Linked DNA regions of Mus musculus: regions 2, 3, 4, 5 and 6 are each linked to region 1. A link is a contact called in public HiChIP or PLAC-seq and promoter capture Hi-C data. All regions are on one chromosome and are shown on one strand. The core of a region is the stretch at or near the end of the contact, and the rest is flanking DNA. Distances in the headings are between cores, read along the strand shown. Region 1 holds the start of Piezo1 (piezo-type mechanosensitive ion channel component 1). Region 2 overlaps Zfpm1 (zinc finger protein, multitype 1). Region 3 holds the start of A530010L16Rik (RIKEN cDNA A530010L16 gene). Region 4 overlaps Acsf3 (acyl-CoA synthetase family member 3). Region 5 has its middle 4.9 kb from the start of Gm10612. Region 6 overlaps Trhr2 (thyrotropin releasing hormone receptor 2).

The links. Promoter capture Hi-C pulls out the DNA fragments that hold promoters and counts their contacts. HiChIP or PLAC-seq counts read pairs in DNA pulled down with a chosen protein or histone mark.
Region 2: a promoter capture Hi-C map of hippocampal neurons shows a contact between it and region 1, with 2.3 times the contacts expected there. The contact joins the enhancer-like site here to the promoter of Piezo1 in region 1. A contact is called at or near these places in 1 of 39 promoter capture datasets (hippocampal neurons), 4 of 484 Hi-C or Micro-C datasets (the G1E-ER4 cell line, cerebellar granule neurons, cortical neurons and 1 more) and 2 of 115 datasets of contacts at active chromatin or transcription factors (memory CD8 T cells and pancreatic cancer cells).
Region 3: a contact with region 1 is called in a promoter capture Hi-C map of liver, with 4 times the contacts expected there. The contact joins the promoter of A530010L16Rik here to the promoter of Piezo1 in region 1. A contact is called at or near these places in 12 of 39 promoter capture datasets (cranial neural crest, embryonic stem cells, frontonasal cranial neural crest and 7 more) and 1 of 115 datasets of contacts at active chromatin or transcription factors (memory CD8 T cells).
Region 4: a contact with region 1 is called in a FOXA1 HiChIP or PLAC-seq map of pancreatic cancer cells. The contact joins the enhancer-like site here to the promoter of Piezo1 in region 1. A contact is called at or near these places in 5 of 39 promoter capture datasets (cranial neural crest, hippocampal neurons, liver and 1 more), 1 of 484 Hi-C or Micro-C datasets (nephron progenitors), 17 of 115 datasets of contacts at active chromatin or transcription factors (the SCID.adh cell line, acute myeloid leukemia, astrocytes and 13 more) and 1 of 9 other capture datasets (liver).
Region 5: a promoter capture Hi-C map of pre-B cells shows a contact between it and region 1, with 3 times the contacts expected there. The contact joins the enhancer-like site here to the promoter of Piezo1 in region 1. A contact is called at or near these places in 11 of 39 promoter capture datasets (the C10 cell line, the HPC-7 cell line, cranial neural crest and 6 more), 3 of 484 Hi-C or Micro-C datasets (all in the G1E-ER4 cell line), 1 of 115 datasets of contacts at active chromatin or transcription factors (memory CD8 T cells) and 2 of 9 other capture datasets (adipose tissue and liver).
Region 6: a contact with region 1 is called in a promoter capture Hi-C map of hippocampal neurons, with 2.3 times the contacts expected there. The contact joins the enhancer-like site here to the promoter of Piezo1 in region 1. A contact is called at or near these places in 5 of 39 promoter capture datasets (the SN4741 cell line, fetal liver, hippocampal neurons and 2 more), 2 of 484 Hi-C or Micro-C datasets (the G1E-ER4 cell line and cerebellar granule neurons), 4 of 115 datasets of contacts at active chromatin or transcription factors (embryonic stem cells, memory CD8 T cells and pancreatic cancer cells) and 1 of 9 other capture datasets (adipose tissue).

Annotation. Positions count from the first base shown.
Region 1 is chr8:122,548,726-122,553,103 of GRCm38.p6, reverse strand. Piezo1 (piezo-type mechanosensitive ion channel component 1) reads left to right here and starts at 1,775. Exons shown (of 51, transcript NM_001357349.1): 1 at 1,775-2,129. The coding sequence starts at 2,066.
Region 2 is chr8:122,334,431-122,338,880 of GRCm38.p6, reverse strand. It overlaps Zfpm1 (zinc finger protein, multitype 1), which reads right to left. Exons shown (of 10, transcript NM_009569.4): 7 at 4,199-4,429; 8 at 3,854-3,949; 9 at 3,622-3,768; 10 at 1,019-3,449. The coding sequence ends at 1,690. Among named protein-coding and RNA genes, the nearest start is that of Gm46056, 7.9 kb to the left of the region's middle. Within about 2 kb of position 2,375, at least 44 of the 459 cell types and tissues checked have an H3K27ac peak or open chromatin away from gene starts, as enhancers often do. A contact at or near this core is called in cortical neurons and hippocampal neurons, where this site is marked.
Region 3 is chr8:122,760,574-122,764,527 of GRCm38.p6, reverse strand. A530010L16Rik (RIKEN cDNA A530010L16 gene) reads left to right here and starts at 1,767. Exons shown (of 3, transcript NR_151739.1): 1 at 1,767-1,874; 2 at 2,354-2,596; 3 at 3,124-3,518.
Region 4 is chr8:122,796,777-122,801,186 of GRCm38.p6, reverse strand. The region is part of intron 6 of Acsf3 (acyl-CoA synthetase family member 3); the gene reads right to left. Among named protein-coding and RNA genes, the nearest start is that of Acsf3, 23 kb to the right of the region's middle. Within about 2 kb of position 1,631, at least 2 of the 459 cell types and tissues checked have an H3K27ac peak or open chromatin away from gene starts, as enhancers often do. A contact at or near this core is called in pancreatic cancer cells, where this site is marked.
Region 5 is chr8:122,700,627-122,704,874 of GRCm38.p6, reverse strand. No RefSeq gene overlaps it. Among named protein-coding and RNA genes, the nearest start is that of Gm10612, 4.9 kb to the right of the region's middle. Within about 2 kb of position 2,389, at least 78 of the 459 cell types and tissues checked have an H3K27ac peak or open chromatin away from gene starts, as enhancers often do. A contact at or near this core is called in adipose tissue, memory CD8 T cells and pre-B cells, where this site is marked.
Region 6 is chr8:122,354,809-122,359,062 of GRCm38.p6, reverse strand. It overlaps Trhr2 (thyrotropin releasing hormone receptor 2), which reads left to right. Exons shown (of 4, transcript NM_133202.3): 3 at 179-572; 4 at 1,557-2,096. The coding sequence ends at 1,952. Among named protein-coding and RNA genes, the nearest start is that of Trhr2, 5.9 kb to the left of the region's middle. Within about 2 kb of position 2,897, at least 77 of the 459 cell types and tissues checked have an H3K27ac peak or open chromatin away from gene starts, as enhancers often do. A contact at or near this core is called in the G1E-ER4 cell line, hippocampal neurons and pancreatic cancer cells, where this site is marked.

The DNA.
Region 1 (4,378 bases), core at 526-3,025:
GACTGACCAGGATATCAAAAGGAAGGAGGCTTGCTTGCATGCCAAGACTGCATACTTGCTGTGGCGGGCAAGGGTGGCGCCAGTTTTTCAATGGTAACATTGTATCTTAGAAGCTGCTCCCACAATTCAGGGAGTCTTCAGATGCTCTTTAAACTGCTACAACACTGTAGGATACAGTTTAGTTTTTTTGAGAGTTCCCCTGTTTGTTCCTTTCTGTTTTTACCCTACAACTACTTCAATGGTTGTGAGACATAAACATTTCAGTTCCTTTGGGACAGTGGTTCTCAACCTTCCTAATATTGCTTAATTAATTTCTAATATTGCTTATTTATTTATTATTAATTATTTTTATTTATTATTAATTAATAATTAATTAATTAATATTCCTTAAGACACTTCATGTTGTGGTGACCCTTGACCATAAAATTATTTTGTTGCTATAACTATAATTTTGCTACTTCTTTTTTTTTTTTTTTTTTTTTTTTGAGACAGGGTTTCTCTGTGTAGCCCTGGCTGTCCTGGAACTCACTTTGTAGACCAGGCTGGCCTCGAACTCAGAAATCTGCCTGCCTCTGCCTCCCGAGGGCTGGGATTAAAGGCCACGCCCGGCCTATAATTTTGCTACTCTTATGAATCATAATGTAAATAGCTGTTATGTAGGATATCTATTATGCAACCCCTATGAAAGGGTCGTTCAAGGCCCATAGCTGTCACGACCCACAGGTTGAGAACTGCTGCTCAAGGAGCAGGTCTGAATGAATTTCTGAACCTTCCCGTGTCTTAGCAGCACCCCTTCAGAGTCAGACTAGAGGTGAGTCTTGGAGACCAAGCTAGGCAGTTTAAATACTATATGTCCAGGGAAAGCCTGCATTTCTGGTGGTTCTGGAAAATTGAAGGTTCTGAAGTGTGATTGACTTTAGCCTGCTGGTGCCTTGAGGCTCAAAAGGGTCACATCATCACCGCTCCCGGTTAAGCCTCTGCCCCTAATGCTACTCATTTCCCAGTGCATCCTGAACTTGGTCCAACTGTGCCGTTCTTGACCCCTTTTCATTTCGTCTTTCCTATCCACCTTAATACGGAAGACTGAGCCAAACCAAGGCGGCTTGGGTGAGGTACCGGGCACGTGCCGGACTCAGACCTTGTCTGGCCACCAATGGGACAGCAGGTGCTCTGTCAGCTTTTGCTACTGTCTGTAGCACACTGACTAAAGCCAAGCCACACAGTGGGGGCAGGTGTGACTGGAAGCAGTCCCAAAGCCCCAACGCAGACCACAGTGGGATGCAGCTGTCTGATGCCACAGCAGTAAGGTGTCTCTCCACCCCAACCACCAAGGCCTAGCCAGCGTGGCCGCCAGTGCCACAGTTAGGGACTCTGACAGCCCCCAGAGGGCGCTGCGCCATCACGGCTTGGGGAACAAAGCGAAAGTTGCTCCAACCACGAGGGGCGCAGTTGCGCGTGGGTACTAAGTGGGTCAGGTCTTTGGGAGTCTTCTTGTATTGCCCCCACCCCGGGTCCCAGGCCCCGGAGCCCCAGGGAGAAGCGCCCCACGGGCACAGTGCGAGTAACTGCGCTGGGCTGAAGGAGGGTTTGGGGGGCGCGCGGGTCGAGGTCTCCGGGTCACCGGCACCAGCCAGGCTAGTAGGGCCGGCGCTCGAGCAGACTGCGCTGGGCAGCGAGGGGGTGCCTGGGCGCGCCTGGCCGTCGGGGGAAGCGCGGAGGCGGGCACTCCAGGGAGGGCGGGGGCCGAGCTTATAAAGGCCCGCAGGCGGGAGCAGGGAGAGAGCCGCCGCGTCGCCGTCCGGCCCAGCTCGGCCTCCACGAGCCGCCGTGAGTTCCGAGCCGGGCGGGCTGACAACCCAGCGTGCGCGGGATCCGGCCGTCGGGAACCAGAGGGCGCGGCCGGGCCGGCCGGCGACCCGAGATCGAGGCCGGCGGGAGGTCACAGCAGCCGCGCGCCGCACGTGCGGAGACCCGCCCAGAGTGCCATGGCGCGCGGTTCCTCCGGCCCTCGCACCTCCCTTTAGCCACGGCGGCGCGACCCCGGGCGGTCCCCCGGCCGCGGGGCATGGAGCCGCACGTGCTGGGCGCCGGGCTCTACTGGCTGTTGCTGCCCTGCACGCTCCTGGCGGGTGAGTGGAGGGCGCGGGCGGGAAGGCTGCGTCCGCGTCCCCCTGCGCCGCGCCGCCCCGGCGGGCGAGCATAGGCGAGGAGATTCCGCGGGACTCGCGGCCCAGGGCGCTCGCATTCCAGAGGCGTGAGCGCGCTGGCGGCCTCGGCGGGCCCGGCCCGGGCACCGAGTGGAAAGCACGGCAGGCAACGGCGAGGCGCGGGTCCGCGAGAGCCCCAGATAGCGCTGGGCGTCTCCACGCGGGCTGGGAGGAGAGGCCCGGGCAAGGGGCTGTTAGTGTCTGAGCTGTGAGGGGAGCGCGACTTTCTATTCTCTTTCGTAGTTAAGAAAAAAGAAAGAAAGAAAGAAAAAAATCAAACTTGCATCATGACTTCCTGACCAATCTGGGAGAAGGTGGCGTTCTGCCTGGAGCTTTTCAAGTCAGAAATTTCCTACCAGAACTAATGTTCCAGCCCTAGGCGCAGTTCTTAGTCTCAGTTCCGAGGTTGTCTGTCCAATGCTAAGCTCCTGTCTTCCTTGTGCCCTACTTGGTTACCTTCCAGAGGGACTGGGGCACAGGGCGCCCCAGGAGGCTCTGCCTGATGTCAGAACTGGAGATCCCCTACCTTGGCATACGTCCCTTTCTTGCAAAGAGCTTCTCTCTTTTGGTGTCATAGGTGCTGGGCTCCATTGCCGCCCTCCCAGCCTCACCCAGGGCACCTTGCCCAGCTGCTCACCCCCTTACACCTCCTGAAGCAGTCAGCACCCCTCCACATGTGACCTTCCTCGGGGTCTGATTAAATTAGCCCACAGAGAGTCAGTGTACCCACTGTGAAAGTTGGTCTGCCTCGTGGAAGTCCATCTGTTGGAGGTGGGGGGGTTGTGCGTGATTCCCTCCATCTCTCCACGGACACTGCTTGTGCACCCTGTTTCAGGAACAGGCTCCGGGGGGTGTCAGGCAACCCGGGCAATGACTTCCACACAGGCCAAGTTTTGATTTGTAGGACCAAAATGTGGTGAGACCGGGGTGGGGGGGTGGGGGGGATTTTTCAAGGCAGGAATCAATGAAAACCATTGAGCTCTGAAAGGAGGGGCCAGCGGATACTGTCCTCAGCTCAGCCCGGACTTAGGAGAGCCAAGGTCTAGGGCCCACATTTGTGGCTTCTTTTCCTCGCTGGCCTGTAGACGGTCAGACTGTAAATATAAGCAGAATGGGTGGATGAGAATGTAGAAGACGGGTACCCTTCTTAAAGATTCAACAAGAGCTGCTTCTCAGGCTCCTTCACTGACTGTCAACACTTGGGAACAAGGAGGGCAGGGCAGGGAAGAGGTGGTCCTGTTGTGTGCAGAGAAAGGCTTCTCCATCTTCATGGAAGAGGTCCTCTTTCACAGACAAGGGCCGTGCTTAAACAAAACCGGCAGACTTTTCTCTGACAGGCCAGATGGTGAATGCTTTCACATCATGAAATACTCTGATATTTTTTTCCAGCAGTTAAAAAAAAATGCAAAATCATTTCTTAGCTCGTGGACAGCAGTGCTACTAGCTAGAATTTATCCTTACCCTCCAAGGATCAGTCTGGGCTCTGAGGTCCCCTGGCTTTTCAGCTGTAGTATGTGGGTGTCAGAGGAAGCTTCCAGACTGAGTCTGGTTAGGATGTGAAGGAGGCTTTGCCAGCTTTGGGGGTTCCCACCCAGCCTGTGTGTTAGTCACCTGGGGAGCTTTCAAAAGAATATTGATGACTAATGCTCCTGTCTTTCCTTAGGCTCAAACTGTCCCCCCAATAAAATTCATTCATGAGAACATATCTAGGCACAGGCCACACCTACCCTGACACTGAGCCTGGGTGTGGGCTTGGCCACCAACAGTCTTCTTTATGCCTGGGGAGGTGGGCAAGGGATACAGAGCCAGCTAAGAGCTCTGTGTGGTGACGTAGGGGATGCTGGCATCCTGTTCATTTCTATGGGGTGTAGTCATCACTGCGGGACCTCTTGCTGGAGGTGGAACGTTCACTCCATCTCTTGTGAGGGCTCCCTCACCCTCCACCCTCTGAACAGTTTGAGTCCTATGTTTTGGAAACAAGGTCTTCACAGGTTAGTCATCTTAAATGCTGGGTGCTGTCTCAGGCCTTCCTGAAGGTTTGAATCATCCTGGGGTGCTTAGCCTCTTTGCCACTCCCCTAATCTGGAAAGTCAGGCAAGGTGATGCCCTAGTCCCATGGGAATAGTGACCAACCCAGGCAGACTTAACCCGGTGACCTGGAGACCTAGGGA
Region 2 (4,450 bases), core at 1,126-3,625, 210 kb after region 1:
AAGTCTTCAGAGGGGAACCATTGCCTGAAGCATGGGACCCCCATTCCAACCGTTCCCTGGTCAGTTTGGGTGGATTTGGACAGAGCTGAGCCCTATGCAGGGCCTGGGGAGGTCATGCTTAAGATCTCCAGGGCAGGGGGCAGCCCAGCCAACTCCGCTAAAGCCCAACTCTATCCAAGGTGCTCTGGCAGGGGCTCGGTACCACTGAGCCTTGATGTTCCTACCCATGGACCAATCCCAGTGCGTGGGGAAGATGTACACCTGGCAGAGGTGAGTGGCTGGGGGCAGTGTTATTCCCTGTTCTCATGGATGCTCATGGGCCAAGCATCGTGAGGTGGTACAAGGGCAGATGGGTTCCATCAAGCCGCAGCGGCAGCAGCTTGGCAAGCAGAAGTATACAACGGAGTGGAGAGTTGGAAGAGGGACCAGAGGGAGAGATGAAGGGTGTCCTGCCTGCAGGGCACCGGGGTGAGGAGGCAGACCATGGTGACCTGAGGCTATCTTGAAGGGAGGAATGTGCCAGGCAGGGTTGAATGGAGCCGGAGTGGCTTAGCAAGCAGGCTCCTGGGCACGTGATGGTGACTGAAGCAGTGCTATGGTGTCGGCTGCACACGAGGAGCTGACATGGGTGGTTTACTTTGGAGACACAGGCAGAGGCTCATAGTGACTGACCTTGGGGTCTGTGACTAGGGACCAACTGCAGGCCATAGAGTGAGGGGCAGGAGGGTTAGGCAAGAGCTGGTGATCTGTAGAGCCCTATAGCTAAGGAACAGGGTAGACTGAGCAGGGTTGGGCTTCCGACAGTGGGACCAGGGAAAGACCCTGTCCCTCCTGCATGGTAAAGGCAAGGGAGGGCAGACTGCTCTGCCAAGGTGGAGAAAGGAGTTTATGGAGTGACTGAGGCCAGAGGCCAGGCCTTGGGCATGAGCATCAGGAAGGTGGAAGGATGCATGGCATTCTGGGAAGGGCCCTTAAGAGGAGACCAGGAGGGATGCTCCAGACTGGGCAGGCCTGTGAATGGACTCTCAGGAACATTTATTCTTGTGTAAACCCAGGTCCATCAGCAGGCCGCCTCAGAAGGCTGCAGGAGAGGTGGACTGGCCGACAGGGCCCGGGTCCTTGGGGTATGGTATTTTCAGGGCTCTCTGTCAGCTTCTACAGCTGCCGGTTAAGACTTACAGAGTTGGAGAACAGCCATGTTCACACCTTCTCAGGGGACCAAGCAGAGAGGCCAAAGCAATGGCTAGACTGCCATTGCTTTGGTTCTGCCAGACGTGGCCTACAGCCGGCCAGCCACGGACTACAGGGGGTATACCCAGGCCCAACTCTGTAGTCATAAGTACCCACCCCTGTTGTGACGGGAGGGGCACTTTGGGACTTGGTCCTCTTTCTCGAAGACTCAGCAAGAACAAGGTTTCACTCTCTCTAGTAGTCTGCAATTGGATGCACTTTCTGGCAGGGCAGCGGGTGAGCTAGAGGCAGAGGAAAAGAACTCTGCAGGGGCGGTTGAATCCCTGGAGCGGGCTAAGTCCTGGAGGAAACGGTGGGGTGCCCTTTGCAGGGCCGCACAAGCTGGGGTATGGAATGAGGCCCACTAGATCTAAGACAACAGGCTGGGCCTCCAGCGAATTTATCACACCGAATGTCTTTATTAAGTGTCAAGGGTCCTGGTGGTGCGGCCCCACAGGCTCACTTTACGTGCTCGGCGGCGTGAGAAGAGCAGTAATACTTCTTGTGCGCGATGAAAGTGGACAGGCTGCTGAACCTGATGTTGCACAGGCGGCAGTAGCGGTGGCCGCCACCACCACCCGGCGCAGGAGCAGGAGCTGGCGGGCCCTTGCTGGGTGTCCGAGCGCCTTGATCTGCTGGGTCAGAAGGCGTATTCTCGGGAGCAGGGGAAGGAGAGCGTGGTGCGCGGCCGTCGGGGCTGTCGCGCGGAGCACGCTCGGCAGGTGTGCGGGGCTCAGCGCCCGGGCTGGCCGCTGGCTTGGCCACCTGCAGGCCGTGTGCCTGGCGCAAATGCTCAACCAGGTCGCCGCGAACGCGCCCGTTGGGCGGGCAGTAGGGGCAGAGGGCAGTGGTGCGCAAAGGCGCGGCGGGGCATGAGTACTTCTTGTGAGCCAGGTAAGCTTCGAGGCTGTGGAAGCTTACGCGACATGCGGTACACTCGTGGTAGTCGGCCAGCGCGGGCAGAGCTGTTGGTGCATCCGGGCTCTGGCGACGCGGCCGCTTGCTCAGGTCTATGGGGCCGTCGGGGACCGGGCTCGGAGAGAGCGCGGGGGCAGGGCCGGCGCTGGCGCTCCCAGGTCTCGGAGAAGAGGGCAGCTCCGCAGTGGGGGAGGGTACAACTGGCACAGGGGCGGGGCCTGCGGCTGGGGGCGGGGCGCCAGCTGCGGGCAGCTCGTACAGCTTGCGACGCCGGCGCGTGCGCACGGGTGGCGCTGTCAGCGCAGGAGCCGCGGGTCCCGGTGCGGTCGTGGGTGCGGGTGGCCGGCGCGGCGGCGGGTCGTGGCGCGAGGCGCAGTAGTAGCGCTTGTGCACAGTGTAGGTTTCGTGGCGGCTAAACCGGATGTTGCAGGCCTCGCACAGCGTGCGGCTCGGATCGTCCTCTGCGTCGTCTACGGAGCTGCCCGGGCTCTGGCTGCCCTCGCTGCCCCGGCCCGCGGCCTCGGCCTCCGGAGTAGTCGTGCCACTCGCCTCTTCCTCTCGTGGCCCGGGCCCCGGCGACGAGCGTGACGGGTCTGGCTCTGCGGCGGCACCTGCGGGCGCGCGGGCCGGGCCGGTGGCCGCTTTGGGTCTGCGCACAGTGGGCGGGTCCTCGGGCGCGCGGCGGCCCGAGCAGTAGAGGCGCTTGTGCACATAGAAGTTGTTGATATTGTTAAAGGTGATCTCGCACTCAAAGCACGTGGCACCCTTAGTCCCCGAGAAGAGGCCAGTGGGTGTTCCCGCTGCGCCGGAGCTCCCTGCACCCTGCTGTAGCCGGTTGTGCACCAACTCGGACATCTTGGCCAGGATCTCCGAGGCCTGTGGCGCCGTAGGGACGGTGGTTGTGCCCGCGTCCGGACTGAACACATATTGTGGCAGAAAGAGTGTCCCGGCCATTGTTAGCTCTCCCGGCCCTGGGCTAGAGCCAGGCGTGGGGCTGGACAGTTCTGTCTTCACCCTGACTGGATTGGGGCTGTGTGGTGAAGGTGTCCGAGACGGAGCCTGGGGACCTGGCTCTCCCGGACCGGAGGCACGGGTGGCTTCAGGCTCCTCTGCAGCCTCCACCTTGATGGTCCTGGGGGCTGCAGGGGACTCACTGCTGCCCCCATTTTGGGGGGGCACTCTGGTCTCTCCGTTGGTGACTTCGGCCTTACTGTCCAGTCCTGAGGATGGGGTGGGTGCCTTGTCAGCGGGAACCAGGGGGCTGTGCATCAGCGAGTGCTGTTGAAAGCCTGCCAGGCTGTCTACAAGAACACAGGGCTGCATGTCAGGCCCAGGGCAGGCCCTAGGTAGGATGTGGTAGGCAGAAGGGATTGGGGTTCTAGGGTTGACAAGGACACCATGTGATGCCTATGGACAGGCCCCTCCCCCCTTCACTTATCCAAGGGCCAGTGAGGCTCCAGTATGGCTGCTTACCTGGAGGAAGTTTGGCTGCTGGGTGTCCAGCCCCTGGTGAGTAGATCTCACCCTTGGAGCCTGGCTGGCACACCATGTGGTTTGTCACCAGGTGACTGTAGAGGATGTCCCTTGTGGTGGATATGAAGCCACAGTTGTGACAGACACCTGTAGGCCACACTGTTGTGGTCAGGTTCCTGGGGCTCAGGTTTAGCCCCAGAGACCCCATCCCGGCCCCCTCCAGCACACCTACCGCTGAGCGTGTCTGTGTGCACCTTGAGATGGCGTTCACAGTTGGCCTTGGTGGTGAAGGCCGACAGGCAGATGAGGCACACGAAGGGGCGCTCTCCTGGAACACAGAGATGGATCCCAGTGACAAGGAAGGAACACTGGCCCTTTTAGTTCGCATCAGTCATATGCCGCCCAGCGTCAAGTACACACCCAGCCTTTTATTAAGTGTGCATATAGCCACAGGTAAGCCTTGCGCTAGGCTGTGGAGGGACGGGGAACTGCATAGCACATGGTGGCAGAGCAAGCTTTCCTGACCACCAGTCCAGTGCAGGGCCTGGCTTGGCCAGGGCAGGCACGGGGCACTCACCACTGTGGCTGCGCATGTGGATCTCCAGCGAGCTGGCGCTGGGGCAGCTCTTTCGGCACTGGGGGAAGGGGCAGACACGCTCATTGGGGTAGGTCTCTTTGGGTTTCTCTTCCGTCGCCGAGACAGGAGAGCCTGCACGCTGGCGGCTGGCACAGTAGTAGAGCAGGTGGGCTTGCAGGTTCCGCTCACTACGGTACCAGATCCCGCAGTCTTTGCAGGGGAAGACGTCCTCTGGTAGGGGTACAAGTGGGG
Region 3 (3,954 bases), core at 518-3,017, 210 kb before region 1:
TTGAACAGGGATATCACGAGAACAGGGATATTACCACATGCCCAGGCCAGTCACTATGGTGCAGAAGCCAGTACAGGAGGGCAGGGCCCTGCTCAATGTGCCTGTTGCCCATCTTATTGGCCACTGCACAGAAAACTGCTTCTTGTTTGGCTCGGTGGTTACGTGCCATCAAGTTTGATGACCTGAATTGGCTCCCTAGGACCCACGGGATTGAACAGAGAGAGACAATTTCTGCAAACTGTCCTTTGATTGTCACACGTACACTAGAGTGCACACACATAAATATTCATTTTATGTATATGGGTACACTGTATCTATCTACCAGAGAGGGCATCAGATCCCGTTACAGATGGTTGTGAGCCACCATGTGGTTGCTGGGAATTGAACTCAGGACCTCTGGAAGAGCAGTCAGTGCTCTTAACCACTGAGCCATCTCTCCAGCATAAATAAATATTTAAACAAAACTTTCTTCAGCTCAGGGGAAGACAGCTTTGTTTGTCACCATAGTGGGCTGGGACAGACACCTAGGTGTGCCATTATAAAGGGCACGCGGGAGGGGTGGGGGGATGTCTCAAACAAGCCAGCTTCCAACGTGTTCAAGATGCAGTTTCTCCCTCTCCTCCGCTGACCCTCAGGGTCCACCTCAGAGGGAGTCTCAAAGAAGACCAACCAAGATGCGGAGGGTGTTGTGAAACTCAGGCCGGCACAGAGTCCCTCTCGGTTGAGGAGCCCATGGGCTAGTACTACATTTGTCCTCGGCTCCAGAGGACGATTCTTAGGGTATGGTGATGTTTATGTGTAATTCCAGGCAGGAGGATCACGCGTTTGAGGCCAGCCTGGGCTACGTAGCAAGATATTGTCTCAAAAGAAAAAAAAAATAGGCCGGCCGCCTTACTTCCCGTGATAATAATCTTCCGGGTGAAGTCAAACACCCAACCCCCCACCCCAGACTGCCACACCCAACGCAGACTGAGCAATTTCACTTCCCGGTCCCCTGGGTGGGGGTGGGGGGCACCCGGCACGGTGGTGGAACATTCCAACACCCACACACTGAACGCTTCTGTTCTGGAACAGTTGTGGTAACCCTCCGGGAACCTGAGGCCCGAGGCCTGGAAAAAGTCTGGCCTGGCTGGGGCCTGCAGAGTGGCCTGGCTGGGGACAGCACCTCTGTTATTCATGCATCTGGCTACAGATGCAGCCTGGAGGTCTTAACCCTTCAGAGGAGGACCAACAGCCAGCTCCCAGGCTTCTTGCCTGCCTACGGAGACTATGATTTGGAGCCATGAAAATCTATAGCAGCCCTAGCTCTGTGATATCCTTATCTGGCGCTAGAAGGAACAGGCCTTTCTACAGGAGTGAAAGGGGAGGTCGGTATTGCAGAAGCAGAGTGGTCTGGCAGAGGTAGAGCCTCTAGCAGGTTGTGGCCCTAGTTTTTCTTGTTCTTGAAGCCTGAGGTGCTTCCAGAAGAGGCCACAGGAAGGCTTCTGGGAGTGAGGCTGGGTTCCGGCCAAGTTTGACAGAGCCTGAGGCAGCAATGGAGAGGCTGTCCCTGAGGTAGTGTCCCAGCATTGCGTTCTGCTCACGGCGGATTTGTGTAGTTGAGAAAGCCGTTGAAAAGACCTCATAGTGTTTTCTCCATGGGTGTCCACGTGGCCTGGCAGCTCCTGGGGAGAGGAAGCAGCGGCAGCTGGGGGGATGGCTGCCTGCACCGGGAGAGGAACAGGAACCTGGAACTGTTCTCACTGGCAGGCCAGAAGACTGAGCTTGAGAGAATGCAAGCTGTCCGGGGCAGCTGGACCAGGTAGCCATCTTGATTCTGTGTGTGATGCGCCACTGACTGGCTCCTGCCCAGGCTGACAGAACCGGTAAATGAGGTGAGGTGCCCTTACATGGCAGAGGCAGAGTAGATAAGCCTGAGCTGTGCAGACTACGGGATGTGGGGCAGAGGTAGAGCCAGAAAGTGGCCAGGACTCTGAGGCTTAGCATAGGCCCAAGAGCCAGATCCTAGTCTGGGCCAAGCTCAGGGACCGTCCTGTGTCCCCTTCCCCCACTGGACCAGTGGCACCTGGGTCAGACTCAGGGCTGATGGATGAGCCCCTTCCTGTAGACTGGCCCTGGGCAACTTGTGTCTCTCATGCCACTTGGCTTTCTGTAGTCACATGATACAGGATGGGTGGGCAGGGAATGCAGGACAGACGTTCACCTTTTACTAAGCTCAGCTCATTGTCCCCAAGCCACGTCTCTGAGTCCCCCTGGGTGTCCTTTCTTGGCCTGGATGACACCTGGGGCCATGGTCCTGGCTACTTTGGTTTGTCTTTCAGCCATGTCTCTGGTCTTCTATGGGTTGTCCCAGGTCCCCCATACAGGTTTCAGAGGCTGACATCATCTTTTCAAAGAGCACTCTCTGGTGTGGAAGCCCACAGAGACCTGCCTTGCTGCTTGTGATGAAGGAAGAGGAGCTTGAGGCCAGAGCACAGAGGACACCTGCTCCCAGCTGTGCACATGGTCACCAAGCTGTCACCAAGCTTCTCATGCCCCCCACTCCCACCTGTGCCCCAGCAGGCATGGCGTGCACTGACACTTGGTTGGGGGAAAGGTAGGATGCGACCTCAGAATTCAGGTCAGCATATTCTAAGGGGGTGCTGCTCTGAACAGGGGATACTTCTGAAAAAGTGGGGAGAAAAGAGAGACACCAGAGCTGGGACATACTTAGTCTCCTCCATGTCCAGAGAGAGGAGTCTGCCTGGGGCTCCGTCACATGAGGGAAACTGTCCCTTTAAGGCCAGGGTCCTGCTCTGTTCTGAGACTCTTGTTCAGGAGGGTTCAGGGAAGTCTATAGCTAGGACTGGCTTCAAACCAGGAATATCACCCTCTCTAAAGCTTGAGAGAAAAGCCAGAGATGACTTTAGATGTCTTCAGATAAACCCAGGAAGAGCAAGGGACCCTCTATTTTGATGGGAAAATCTAGCGGCTTTCAGGCTTTTTACCATATGAGCACCTTTAGGCGTCCCTCTGCAGAACCTCCTGGGTGCCCCCTCCCTCTGTCACCCGCCAAGTTCATGCCTTCACCCTGACACAGCAGACCAGCCTACCTTTGATTGGCTGGTTGTCTGCTGTCCCCAGGATTTCCTGCTTCTGGAGCACTGGGAGCTCATTGAAGTCGCCCACTGCCATCTCTCCCAGTCTTGCATCTCCATGGCTCTGATGATGCAAAGCACCAGCAAGAAGCAGCAGCCAGCTCGAGCCACCACTGTCCATGGCTCTGTGACTCCTGCTATGAAGTGCCCTGAGAACAGCCGTCCTTACAGCCCCGGCACCGTTCTCTTTAATAACAGACCTCAGAAACACACAAGATTTCCCTGAGAGGAGGGTCCCCACAAGGAAGTGCTGGATGGTAAAGGTCAAAATCTTGATCAGGGGCCAAGAAAGTTGGGGCTTCTCTAGAGGGGCTGCGTAAGAGATGTGTTTTACTTCCTGGTTTTTAAATAATAAGAGTATTTCTTCGTCTCTTAAACATTCCCCTAAGAGTCACCTGTACTTTTTTATAGGGTAAATCACCAACCGTGAGGCATCAGGGGGACAGTGATGACACCAGGCCTAGAATGAAGGGCATTCTTGGTGTTACCAAGTAGGCATGCCCAGACTGCCACAGCTGCCCAGTCATACTGACGTTTGTCCAGCATCTGTGGGTAGAGACAGAATACAGATATGAGGGATCCTGAATGGAGACACACATCAAAGAACATTCCACAGTGCCAGGAAGGAGGGAGTGTCCTAACAGACTCTGTCCAGGGCTTCCCTGCTGGGCTGGAGTGCAGGCAGGGGGCAACATGGCCGGGTGGGGCTTGGCTTGGCTCTGCAGATCCCATGTGCACACAGTAGCTGCTCCTTGCCAGGATCACTACTGTGGGTTTCAGAAACAGAGTCTGTGCACCTATAATGTTTAAAGGAGCA
Region 4 (4,410 bases), core at 382-2,881, 250 kb before region 1:
GAAGATGGCTCAGTGGATAAGCCCTTGCCATGCAAAAGCCAAATGTGGTTATGTGTATCTGTAATGTAAGCATGTGGTTATGTGTATCTGTAATGCAAGCATGTGGTTGTGTGTATCTGTAATGCAAGCATGTGGTTATCTGTATCTGTAATGCAAGCATGTGGTTGTGTGTATCTGTAATGCAAGCATGTGGTTATGTGTATCTGTAATGCAAGCATGTGGTTATGTGTATCTGTAATGTAAGCATGTGGTTATGTGTATCTGTAATGCAAGCATGTGGTTGTGTGTATCTGTAATGCAAGCATGTGGTTATGTGTATCTGTAATGCAAGCATGTGGTTATGTGTATCTGTAATGTAAGCATGTGGTTATGTGTATCTGTAATGCAAGCATGTGGTTATGTGTATCTGTAATGCAAGCATGTGGTTGTGTGTATCTGTAATGCAAGCATGTGGTTATGTGTATCTGTCATGCAAGCTTGTGGTTATGTGTATCTGTAATGCAAGCATGTGGTTATGTGTATCTGTAATGTAAGCATGTGGTTATGTGTATCTGTAATGCAAGCATGTGGTTATGTGTATCTGTAATGCAAGCATGTGGTTGTGTGTATCTGTAATGCAAGCATGTGGTTATGTGTATCTGTAATGCAAGCTTGTGGTTATGTGTATCTGTAATGCAAGCATGTGGTTATGTGTATCTGTAATGTAAGCATGTGGTTATGTGTATCTGTAATGCAAGCATGTGGTTATGTGTATCTGTAATGCAAGCATGTGGTTGTGTGTATCTGTAATGCAAGCATGTGGTTATGTGTATCTGTAATGCAAGCTTGTGGTTATGTGTATCTGTAATGCAAGCATGTGGTTATGTGTATCTGTAATGCAAGCTTGTGGTTATGTGTATCTGTAATGCAAGCATGTGGTTATGTGTATCTGTAATGTAAGCATGTGGTTATGTGTATCTGTAATGCAAGCATGTGGTTGTGTGTATCTGTAATGCAAGCATGTGGTTATGTGTATCTGTAATGCAAGCATGTGGTTGTGTGTATCTGTAATGCAAGCATGTGGTTGTGTGTATCTGTAATGGAAGCATGTGGTTATGTGTATCTGTAATGCAAGCATGTGGTTATGTGTATCTGTAATGCAAGCATGTGGTTATGTGTATCTGTAATGTAAGCATGCAGCAAGATGAGAGTTGAGGGCAGGAGGATTCTTGCAGGCTTAAGGGCCAGCTATCTTGCTATAAATGCCAGTGAACAAAAAGTCCTGCAAGATGGAGACAAGGAACAACAACTGAGGAGTTCCTCTGGTCTCCACATGCATGCCATGGCATGTGCACCCCCGTACACATATAAAAACCTAGCATGTGCAGGATTGTGGGGAGCAATAGCCCAGCGGTGGAGCATTTGCTGAGTAGGTGTGGGTCCTGGATTTGACCCCTAACATTGCAAAACTGCAGATTCCAAACACGGAACAGAACCTGTTGATGGTGGCACGTGAAGCAGCCCGTCCCCTCCAGGAACCATTTGAGCAGTTCTCAAATATGCTGCATCATAACAGCAGGCTCCTCCCATGCACTGACCTTAGAGACAGAGATCCTTAGTTGCAGAAGAAAACCTCAAATCAATATGTATCAAAATGACTCATCAAGACCCAAGTCTGGAAACACCTCGTGTTGGTCAGTTTTTCATGGCTGTGACAAGCTTCTAAGAGGACAACTAAAGGACAAAGGAGTTGTTCTGCCTCGTGGTTCCCGAGGCTTCGTGGTCCAGGGTCACCTTGCTCCTCACTTCTGGACCTGTGATGAGGCGTCCGTCCCAGTGGGAGCTGAGTGGAGCGGGGCTGTCCACCTTATGGTGAGCAGGAAGCAGAGGGGAGGAGCTGGGAGAGCTCCCCCTTCGTGACTCGTTCCCCCCAAACTGGCTCTATCTCCCAGAATGCCATCCTGCCAAGATTCCATCAGGGGCTGGTTCTACTGATGTGATCAGAGGCCTCAGGGTCTACAAACTTTCTAAAGCCCATCCGCTGTCATCCATCCCCCCCCAACAGATCCTTCTGAAGACACCTCAGACTCAAATCACCACGCAAAACAAATGTCTCATAAATAGCAATTAGTGAACGCCCACCTCATGGAACATCTCTTTGCAGCAAAAAAGGAACACACATCACATCTGGCTGTGTTAGGGCTTTGATTCTAGTGTGACTCCCCAGGGTTCTACCACCTGATGTCTGGGAGGAAGCAGGACTTTAATGGAGCGCAGGGCTGGGGGCTGGAAGGAACCTCTCTCCATGGTCAAGGCTCTGGTTGCTGTCGATGGACTCTACAGATGCAGTAACCCCACAGCACAGTCATTTCAGGCCTCTTGCCCACCCAGGAATCCTCACATCCCAGTAATGCCATCTGACTAGTCACCAGCTGTGTTGGTGCCATCCCTGACATCGATCAGTGTGCAGCTACTTTACCGCACCCCACCTTCCCTCTCAGATACCCCCCTAGGGACCCTGCTGAGTTCTAACATCTCAGAGCAGCCCAGCTTGGCAGTAAACATCACCTGTATGATACTCACTGCACGGGTCCTATCCAACTGGAACAGAATAACACGTACAGCTAACTCAGTAACAGAAGGCTTGGCTCTAGGCAGGAGCACTGCATTCTTCCTGTGGCTAGAAAGCCAGTCAGTGTAACCTTACCACGTGTGACTTTAGGATCTAGTGAGAAGTCAAACATGGTGAAGCCAAGCTCCTTCCACAGCCAGCTATACAATGACACCTGAAGACCCCCTGCCCCACACAGCAAATTGCTGCCTGGCTCATACAGTGGGCAGGCAGCAGGCCTGAGGATCTTTAACCAGGGCCTCACCATGAATCTTAATCTCAGCTTCCATACAATAAGAATACATATTCCCAGGCCAGTGGCATGAACTAGAAGCACACCAGCTTATTAACACTGAGACACACGTCTGCCTCTCCCCCAGTCTCAGCAGGCTGCATTTCTGAATCATGGCTCATCTGCCATGGTAACCTGGGTTTTGAAACATGGATGCTATGGGCTCCTGAGGATGTGCAGCATCACCCCACGGTGCCACACCAGCTTTCCTGAGACCAGCAGCTATCACAGCATCAGCACCTCCAAACACAGAGCAGAGTCAGGGTCCTCAGGACACTGGCTCCCCAAGACTCTTGGTTCAATCCTGCTTAAAACCCAGCCAAACCTCTCCTCAGGCACCTCAAACAGGTTCTCCTTGTCTGAGGCCATGGAGACAGATGCCCAACAGTCCTGACTGGACCCAGTGTGCATGTGCCCCAGCGATGGTGTCACGATAGGACTATGCCCCAGCCTTTGGTTACCACCATGGAGCCTTCAGTGCCCGGCTCACCTCACCATTCATGTATCCCCCCAGATGACAGCACATGCCCCTTTTTGAGATCAGGTCCCATTATGTAGCCGAGACTGACTTAGAATTCATAATGCTACTACTAACCTGACTCCTGAGTGCTGGGCTTATAGGCACACACTGACATGCCCAGTATGCCTCCTTTAAAGGCTCAATGGCTCTACATTCCACTGTGCATACTGGGTACACAATCCACCCCGGTCTCTTTATTGAGCTCTACGCTGGCTGATGCTATTCACTGGCTATCATGGAGTGTTGCAGCAAATGTGGGCACAGTCTCGCATTACAATCTCCCTTGTACTACACAGAGATTGTTGGAGCTCGTCCTTCCTCTTGTCCCCCTCCACACTATTTTCCCTGATGACTATAATGTGCTAACGTATGTTCCCACGGTGAGCTCAGGTCCCCTCTGCGTCCTCCCTGCTGTCTTCAGTTTGTTGATGGCTGCCGTCCTAATGGAGATCACCCGCACTTACATTGGCCTTCCTTCACTTGGATGTCCTTGGTCATTAGTGACGTCAGTATTTTCTGTACACTTGTTGACCAGCAGTTTGCCATTTTGTGAGAAGTGTCTAGGTCTCCCGCCCTTTCCAGTGAGTCGAGTTTTTCCTTGCCAGTCGGTAGAGTCCCCTCTAGATTACAGATGCCAGTTCTTATCAGATGTGTGGTTTACAAGGATTTCTTCCCATTCTGTGACCGTCTCTTCATAGGGTTTTCACAGCCTGAAACTTTCTAAATTAAACCGATCCCAGGAATTGATTTCTGCTTGTGTCTGCTATGTTCCTGAAGTTTTATCCTAACACCTCTGCCTAAAACACTGTCACCAATCCACCCTTCTGTCTTCTAGTACTGTCAAAGTTGCTGGGCCACATTTAAGGCTCCTTGACTCAGAACTGGCTCTTTTACAGTCAGGTTTTGTTGGATGTTTGTTTGAGTCGGAATCTCAAACAAACACATTATAGTCATCAGGGAAAATAGTGTGGAGGGTTATCAGAAAGGGGACAAGAGGAAGGACAAGCT
Region 5 (4,248 bases), core at 1,140-3,639, 150 kb before region 1:
GAGAGTGCAGAAGCCATGCCAGGGCTAGGCTGTCTTTCTACAGGTCAGGATGTAGCTCCTCCCCACCATAACAGACTAAACCTGAAACCGTAAGCAAACCCCAACACAATGCTTTCATTTATAAGTCGCCTTGGTCATGGTGTCCCTTGACAGCAATGGGACAGTAGCTAAGACGGTGTGGCTGCCTTTGGCCCTCATGTCTCCTAAGGAGAAGGAACTAGGTCATAAGAGGCTGGGGAACCAAGCAGCCTTCCAAGAGGAACATCAGGCATGAGGTAGCATCAGAGAGCAAGTGTCCTACAGATCAGAGATGTCAGAAAAGACAGGTCCTGAGGTCCCTCTCTGTTACTTTCCCTATGCATTCCCGAAGGTCCATCCCTTGGCCCTCAGCCCCCAAGGGCTCATGGGAACAGACTCAAGTGCCCCAGGGTGTCTGCCTCTGCAGGTTTCCTGACAAATGTCCATTGCCAACCATACTGTGGGGGACCTACACCTCCCTTCTGGCCCTTTGTCTTCACCCCTCCACAGTATATGGAACCTATATGAACATGTCGGGTAAGACAGGGTTCAAGCCTTGTGTAGCACTTGGGATGCAGGAGCAGTGGATGTTCAGGGAACAGATCCATGGGCTGAGACCCAGGGGTTCAGAGAGTCGCTGCTCTGGAGACTACCGCTGGAATCTGTGTGTGCTAACGAAAAAGCTTAAGTTGAAGAGAAAAAACGAAAGTAATTTGCAGCCTAGGAAAGGCAACCCTCTACCACCATATCCACTAGGATGAAGCCCAAGCTCTGAAGTTAAGCAAAAGACAACAGCAGCAGGCAGAGTCCAGAGTGAGACCTTCATGAGACCAGACACTCAGCAAGGAGGAACCAGAGAGCATCCAGTAGCCCATGGAGGCACTGGTGTTTGGAAACAGTGCCGACTGGGCCTTCAAGGGGGTGGGGGGCGTGTGATTTAAAATTTTCTATTATATTTTACTCTCTCTCTTTCTGTGTGTGTGTGTGAGAGAGAGAGAGAGAGTGAGTAAGTGTGTGTCTATATGTGAGTGTGTAAGTGTGTGTGTCTATGTGTGTGTTTGTGTGTAAGTATGTGTGTCTGTGTGTGAGTGTTTGAGTGTGTGAATATGTGTATGTGTGTGTTTATGTCAGTGCATTTGTCTGTGCATGTGTCTTTGTGTATAAGTGTGTATGTGTGTATGTGTGTGTTTCTATGTGTGTATATATGAGAGTGTGTGTGTATATATATGTGTGTGTATGTGTATGTCTATGCATTTGTCCATGCATGTGTCTCTGTATATGTGTGTATGTGCGTGTGTCTCTGTGTATATATGTGGGTATGTGTGTATGTGTGTGTGTGTGTGTGTGTGTGTGTGTGTGTGTGTAGGTCAGAGAATAGAAAAGTACAGAGAGTTGGTTCTCCCCTTCCACTTTCTCTCAGGTTTTCAAGCTTGGTGGCAAGTGCCTTTACCCACTGACCAATTTCACCAGTCCTACCTGATGTTTAAGATTACAGATAATAGCCAGACATGGTAGTGCGTGCCTGTACTTCCAACATTCAGGAAATAGAGGCAAAAAAAATCAGGGGTTCAAGACCAGTCATAGTTACATAGTTAGTTGGAGGTCAGCCTGGGCTACTTGAGCCCTTGTCTTAAATTAAAAAAAAAAAAAAAAAGTTTAGTGAAAGCCCGTGGTCGAGCCCCACAGCCTCTAAACTGGACCGTGATCTGCACGTGCACAGAAAAATGTTACTAGAAACTTCATTTTTAAAAAGCAATGCAAATTTGTTTTCCTCGCAGATACAAGTTAAGTTCCCTTCCATTCTGTTCTGAGGTTACTTCAATGGCAGCACTAGTTTACACAGAGGGTCCAGTTTCAGGAGGAAACCTGGCTAGCCACACCAGTGACTCATCAGATCCAAAAGCTTTGACTCCAAGCGTCTCCCAAATCCTTCCAGGTGCCTAAAACACCCGTCACTCTCTCAGCCAGGCCTACCAGGATCTCCATGACCACGACACACCTGCAAACAGCCCACCGACTGGAGGAAGGGCGGCACCCTTGGTGTGACTGTGAAGGCGGGGTTGGAGGCCCCAAGGGAAGCTGACCAGCAGGCACCAGGTTCTGTGGCTGCCTGCTGCAACAGAGTATTCAGAATGCTACCAGTACACTGTCCAGGCCTATTTAGAGCTCCCTTTAAAGCGCCCTTCAACACCAAAGAAAGATAGATGGAGTGAGAAATTACGAAGGAAACAGTGCTCACGCCTAAGGGAGATTTTCTCATCTCTGCCTGTTTCTGCCTCTGTGGTTCAGGCACCTGCTGCCCCGGGCCAGCTGCACTTCTGGCTTCCCAGACCCAAAGGAAGTGAAATTAAAAGAGATTGCTGAGGAGAGCAACTCCCCAAGAAGGGTGAGCCTCCAGCCCCAACCTCACAGTCATAAAGAAACCAGGGGCTGCCCTCCACACTGGCCCCTTAAAGAGAAAGTGGCTTCAGAAGGGGCTTCCCCACCAATAAGCAGGCAGCACCCAGGCTCTCAGGATGCCTGCTTCTGTGGGTCATTGCATTGTGTGCTGGGTCATATACAGGCTGGACTCTCCCTTGGGACACCTTGGTTTCCTGCGGCTGAGGGACCCGGGCTTGATGTAACAGTGGCCAAGGTAGATAGGACTTTGTGCCTGACAGTTTGGGTCATAGATGCCTACAGATTCACCAATCTGGGTTAAGCCTGGCTGAAAAAATGCCAGCCCTTTTTCAGCTGCTGGGTGACCTTGCTGAGCCTCCAGGTGATGCACTGGTGGCAGTGATGTGCTGGTGGTGGCAACGCTGACACTTGTGCCTCACTAGAGGCTGAGTGGGTTCTCCGAGGTCACAGGCAGGCCTCGCACATCCAGGTGTTCAGCAGATGCGCTTCCTGTGTGGTTTGCTGAATTTATTTCTGTTCTCAGAAGCACCTTAAGGGGCAGCCGTAGAGTTTTCCAGAGATGTAAGCAAGCCCCTAAAACATTGGGTCCCAATTCCAACCCTCACAAGGGGTTAATTCCAGCCTAGGGACCCAAAAGCAGGCTTGTCCTCTCCAGATGTACATCTGATGATCACAGTCCCCGTCCCGGATTTCCACGTGTCACCCAGCCATGCGCTGTGTCACCTGCTCTCTGGTTCTGAGTTTGCTCAGCCCCACCCTGTACTGGGCAGGGTTGGTGGCCAGCACTGGACAGGCTCACCTGTCACCCAGTGTATGGCTCCTGCTACCCACCCTAACTAGACAAACCTCACTTGGGACCAAGAAGCAGAAGTTGGTGGCCTGCCGCTCAGCTCACAAGGAGCTGCACAGGTCACTGTTCTCCCCCCTCCCCCCAATCTGGAGCGGCTGGGACTTACGGCCCTCCTTGATGGGTTTAGAGACTAGAGACATCAACCTGCAGACCCTATCCTTTCTGTATAAAGTGGATTGCTATGAGACTTGTGTAGCCTCTTCTTTTCATCTGTCTGTCTGTCCACCCATCCATCCATGATGCATCTGTTCATCTACCTACCCAGCACTCATAGAGTCTCACAACCTAGAAGAGGAGACAGTGTAAGCTGAGTGCCTCCTTGCCTCCAGTCTCCATAGCCTCTGAATTCCTATTCTCAGCTTTCTGGTTAGACAGCAGATTCCTAAAGGCCTGGAAGGAAGGCTGCCCCAACCTGGAATCACTCAGCCACATCATTAGAGAACTTTGATGGACAGCTGTCTCCTGCAGTTTCCAAAAGACAGAAGCAAGGCCATCTTGATGTCTGGCCACCCTGGCATGGGAAGAGTGTGAGGGAACAGGAGGGAGCCCCCAATCCCTGGCATAAAGCTGGGTGCAGACTGCAGACGGCCATGGTTTCTGCAGGGAACCGCGGCCCCTCAAGCTCTCTGCAGCCACTTCCTTCCCCACTCCTTCCTTATCTATCGGACCACCCAGCGCAGAAAGCCACAACCAACGTCTACTTCCCCACAAACACCAACTGCCCTCCTGGGGGCATAGGGAGCGGATGATCACCCCCAGGTGCTGGGGCAGTCCCCCACTTGTGAGCAACTTTCTTCTCTTTCAAACCCCACCTCCGTGAGACCTGCTGATTGGAAAAGCATGCGGACAGGGCAGTAAGCAACGCCAGGCCTCCTCTTGAAAGCGGAAGTGTCCCATCTGTGGGCCCCACAGGTGCAAGCCAGGAACATCTGCCTCGGAGCTGGTGGGGAGCCACCCACTCCCACCAGCCGCACCCAGGG
Region 6 (4,254 bases), core at 1,648-4,147, 200 kb after region 1:
GGCTGGCTTTGCTCTGCCTGTCCTTGAAGTGCCCTTGCCCTAAACCTCTACAGCCCTTTTCTTCTGCCCTTCCAAAGTACAGCTCAGCCATTATCGCCTAGACTCAGTTTGGGACAGGTGTCCCAGACATACAACAAGCAGTCCTTAGGAGCCAACATGCCTTGCTTGTATCTTACAGGTACATCGCCATTTGCCACCCAATGAGAGCACAGACCGTGTGCACTGTGGCCCGGGCCAGACGGATCATCGCAGGCATTTGGGGGGTCACGTCCCTCTATTGCTTACTCTGGTTCTTTCTGGTGGACCTCAATGTCCGTGACAACCAGCGCCTGGAATGTGGCTACAAGGTGTCCCGAGGCCTCTACCTGCCCATCTACCTGCTGGACTTTGCTGTCTTCTTCATTGCACCCTTGCTGGGGACCCTCGTGCTCTATGGGTTCATTGGAAGGATCTTATTTCAGAGCCCATTGTCCCAGGAGGCCTGGCAGAAGGAGAGGCAGTCCCATGGGCAGAGCGAGGGTACACCAGGCAACTGCTCTAGGTCCAAGAGCTCAATGTCCTCCAGGAAGCAGGTTAGGGGTCCTCTGGGGTGCAGGTGGGGTTGCATGTGTGGAGAGTCATGGGGAGAGGCACAGATATGCAAAAAAAGATAAAATACATAGGGTGTAGCTGGGAAAGCAAGTAAGTAAAACAGTCACTTGGTCCCTCATTTGTCCAACCATCTGTCCCTCCATCCATCTATCCACCCACCCACCCATCCACCTACCTATCCATCCATCCATCTACACACTCATCCATTTGCCCATCTATCCATCCACCCATTTATCTATCCACCCATCCATCCACCTATCCATCTACCCATCCCCACCCACCCCCTTATCCATCCATTCATCCATCCACCCACCCATTTATCCATCCATCTGTCCATCTATCCATCCATTCACCCACCCATCCATCCAATGCCTGCCAAGCCCTTGTATGTGCCAGGTGGGTGCTGGATCGTGGGGAAGGAGAACATGGGAAGGCCGTCAGATGCCCTCCTTGTAGACAACAGTAGAACCAAGTAAACACAAGCCCGTCCAAGTCCAGGGAGGAAGGAAGGAAGGAAACATGGCAGCGAGCGATGCTGGAGAACAGCAGTCAGGGGACAGTTCAGGGGTCTTCGCTGACAGGTGACAAATGGATAGAGCTGAGCTTGGCAAGGGAGAAACCCAAGCTGGGAGCATGAAAGTGTTCCAGGAAGAGGAGCTGCCAAGCTTAAGGGGAGGTGGCAGGCTGAGCAGAGAAGGGGCTTTGAAATGGGAAAAGTCACAGTGGGGACCCTATCTGGGGCTGGGGACTTATAACAGAATTGTGTTACAAAGACATTTTTGTTACAAAGAATTGTGTTACAAAGAAAGGATGGTGAGTGTCCTGATACTGTCTGAGGCCCAGTTCTGAGAGATCCCTAACCCTCTGGTTTTGGCACCTGACATATGCAGCAACCCTGTTGTCAGCTTCTCCCCATGCCTGGTGGGTGTCTCACAGTCACGCCTCCCCCCTTTACCTCTCTGTAGGCCACCAGGATGCTGGCCGTGATTGTGTTGCTCTTTGCAGTGCTCTGGACCCCCTACCGCACACTGGTGCTGCTCAACTCCTTCCTGGCCCGGCCTTTCCTGGACCCCTGGGTCCTGCTGTTCTGCCGCACCTGCGTCTACACCAACAGTGCCATCAACCCTGTCATCTACAGCCTCATGTCGCAGAAATTCCGGGCAGCCTTCCTGAAACTGTGCTGGTGCCGGGCAGCTGGGTCCCAGAGACGTGCAGCATGCGCCCCCACCAGCAACTACAGTGCTGCCCAGGAGACCTCCCTAGGAACTGAGAAGATGCAACTGGGCTCCCGTGAGGTCTCAGGTCCAGCAGCAGCTGCTTCCCTGCGTTGCCAGCATGAGCCCCACTTCAGTGTGCTCTGAGGACTCCTGCCTGGCCCCTGACTCCACTCCCCTGGTTGGCATCTGTTCTGAGCACTGGCGGGCCATCAGGAGAGGGGCAGGCAGCTCCTTGCTTCTGGGTCTCCAGAGATTCCTTTACCATGAAGAAGGACACTCGAACGCTCTCAGCTGGACCCTGGGTGGGAGGTTCTCTACTCCAAATTGAGGCCGGTGGGAACAGAGAGGAGGCTGGAGGCCCAGCCTTCACCGTCTGTGGGATCTACCCCCTTTATCTGTTTTCACCAGTATTTTAAGCAGTACCATGTTAAGGGTATTACTGAAGTAATGTTCTTCTAAGCTTTGATCGCATCTGTCCCTTGGTGAGCCCATGCACACAGGTCTCAAACCTGGTCACTGGACAGTGGGGGTTATATAGAACAGTGTCCAGCCAGTCACACCAGCACCCAAGGCTGCTCTGTGATGTTCAGCCCCAGCTTCAGCCCTCCTTCCAGTCTTCTGTAACAGTGGGCAGCCCTGCAAGAGACTCCACCAAGCAATCCTATCCACCGCAGATGTTCCTGAAGGAGATCATTTGTCTTTCCAACCTCCATCAAGAAGCCACTTGACCCCGAATGTGCAAGCCTGGCTCTCTCAACCCACTTTGCTAGCTGCTGCCCTGTAGGCTGTCTTTAGTGGAGGCGCACTGCAGACTCGAAGATGAGAAGGCAGGGAAAGCCTTTGCAGAGAGACAGCCTCAGCTCTGTCTGCAGGACTCCTGGTTGAGCCTGAGGACGGCAGGCCTCTGAGTCCTACCCTGTAAATGTGGTCAATGACCCTATCTTGGTCCTGGGACCCCAAGGCTGAGGGACTCAGTATCAAAGACGTCTCAACAAGCAGGACAGTTCACTCTGTGACTGGAGACCTTGGGAAGGCAGAAATTGGGGGGATGCTTGTGGGGGTGTGTGGTTAGCCTGGGTGACTCAGCCTTCTCAAGCAGTTTCTGGCTTCCTGACTGGATATGGTCCTAGTGACTCATCCCTGCACTGGGGATGTGGGGTGCTCCAAAATAGATGTGGCTTTTTAGGGGCTCTGCTTGCTGAGTCTGGGCTGGTGAGGCAGGGTATTTAGAACCTCGGGGGGGAAAGCCCACACAAAGGTGGAGGTGTGCCCGGGGCAGCTGAGTCTTACCTCTGGCCTCCCCATGTCATTCTCTCCAGTCTGAGAGGCACCTGCTCTAGAAGCCCTCATACCAGGCTGGCTGGATGTCCTGGGCCAGCACTAGCTCCATTCTGGACCGACTGGTTCTGCCACCCTTTGAGCAGGTTTTTCCTGAAACACCCCAGGGGATCTTTCTTCAAAGGTGCCCCTTTACCCTGTGACTTTTCCTTACCACACCCATGTGACATGTGGGTGTCCCCTTGCTGAGAGGCACATTTTCTAGAAGCCAACACACCAGGCTGGCTTGCTGATGTGACCAGAACTGACCCTCAACTCTGCCCTGTCTCCTGCACCATTGTCTGGGATCAGTGCTTATGTCCACTGGGAAGTAGTGTCAGGGGTCACAAATGTGGGGGACAAACATGGAGGCACAGCCGTGGCCTCCCACGCTGTCCCACCTCCCTCTGTGAGCTGCATGTACAGGTATAGTTTAGATGTGGGACCTCGCCCTATGCCTCTGGCCTGGACAAATCCACCATCCTTGTTCATGGGTCTCCTGATGTCAGACACGCCAAATGTTTTCCTGTCCTTTCCTTTCTAGTCAACTGTTCCCTTGAAGCACAGCACCTTCACCAACATGGCTGTGCCACATCTGTTGGGGGTCTATAGCAGCCATTGCCTCGTGTCATGTGACAGGCTCACAATGGCCTGGGCTTTAGATAAGCCAGTCCACAATGCTGACAGCCGAGGGATGGGACCCACAGGTACGACTGATGCCTGTCCACTCAGCTCTATACACCATCCTTACCCTGTGCCTATCAGTGACACCTGAGCCCTGCATCTGGCCCTCCCTGAGTACTTCTCTTTTTCTCTCCTAGGGTCGCAGCAAGAGTTGGGTCCTCAGTTCTTGAAAAAACTCAAGCGGGGCTAGAGAGATGGCTCAGCGGTTAAGAGCACTGACTGCTCTTCCTAAGGTCCTGAGTTCAAATCCCACCAACCACATGGTGGCTCACAACCATCTGTAATGGGATCTGACGCCCTCTTCTGGTGTGTCTGAAGTACAGCTACAGTGTACTCACATATAATAATTAAATAAATCTTAAAAAAAAAAAAAAAGAATTTAAGCAGCCCCATGAACAGTAGTGGAAGCTAAATTCAGCTGTACCAGAGAAAGTTCACTGAATGA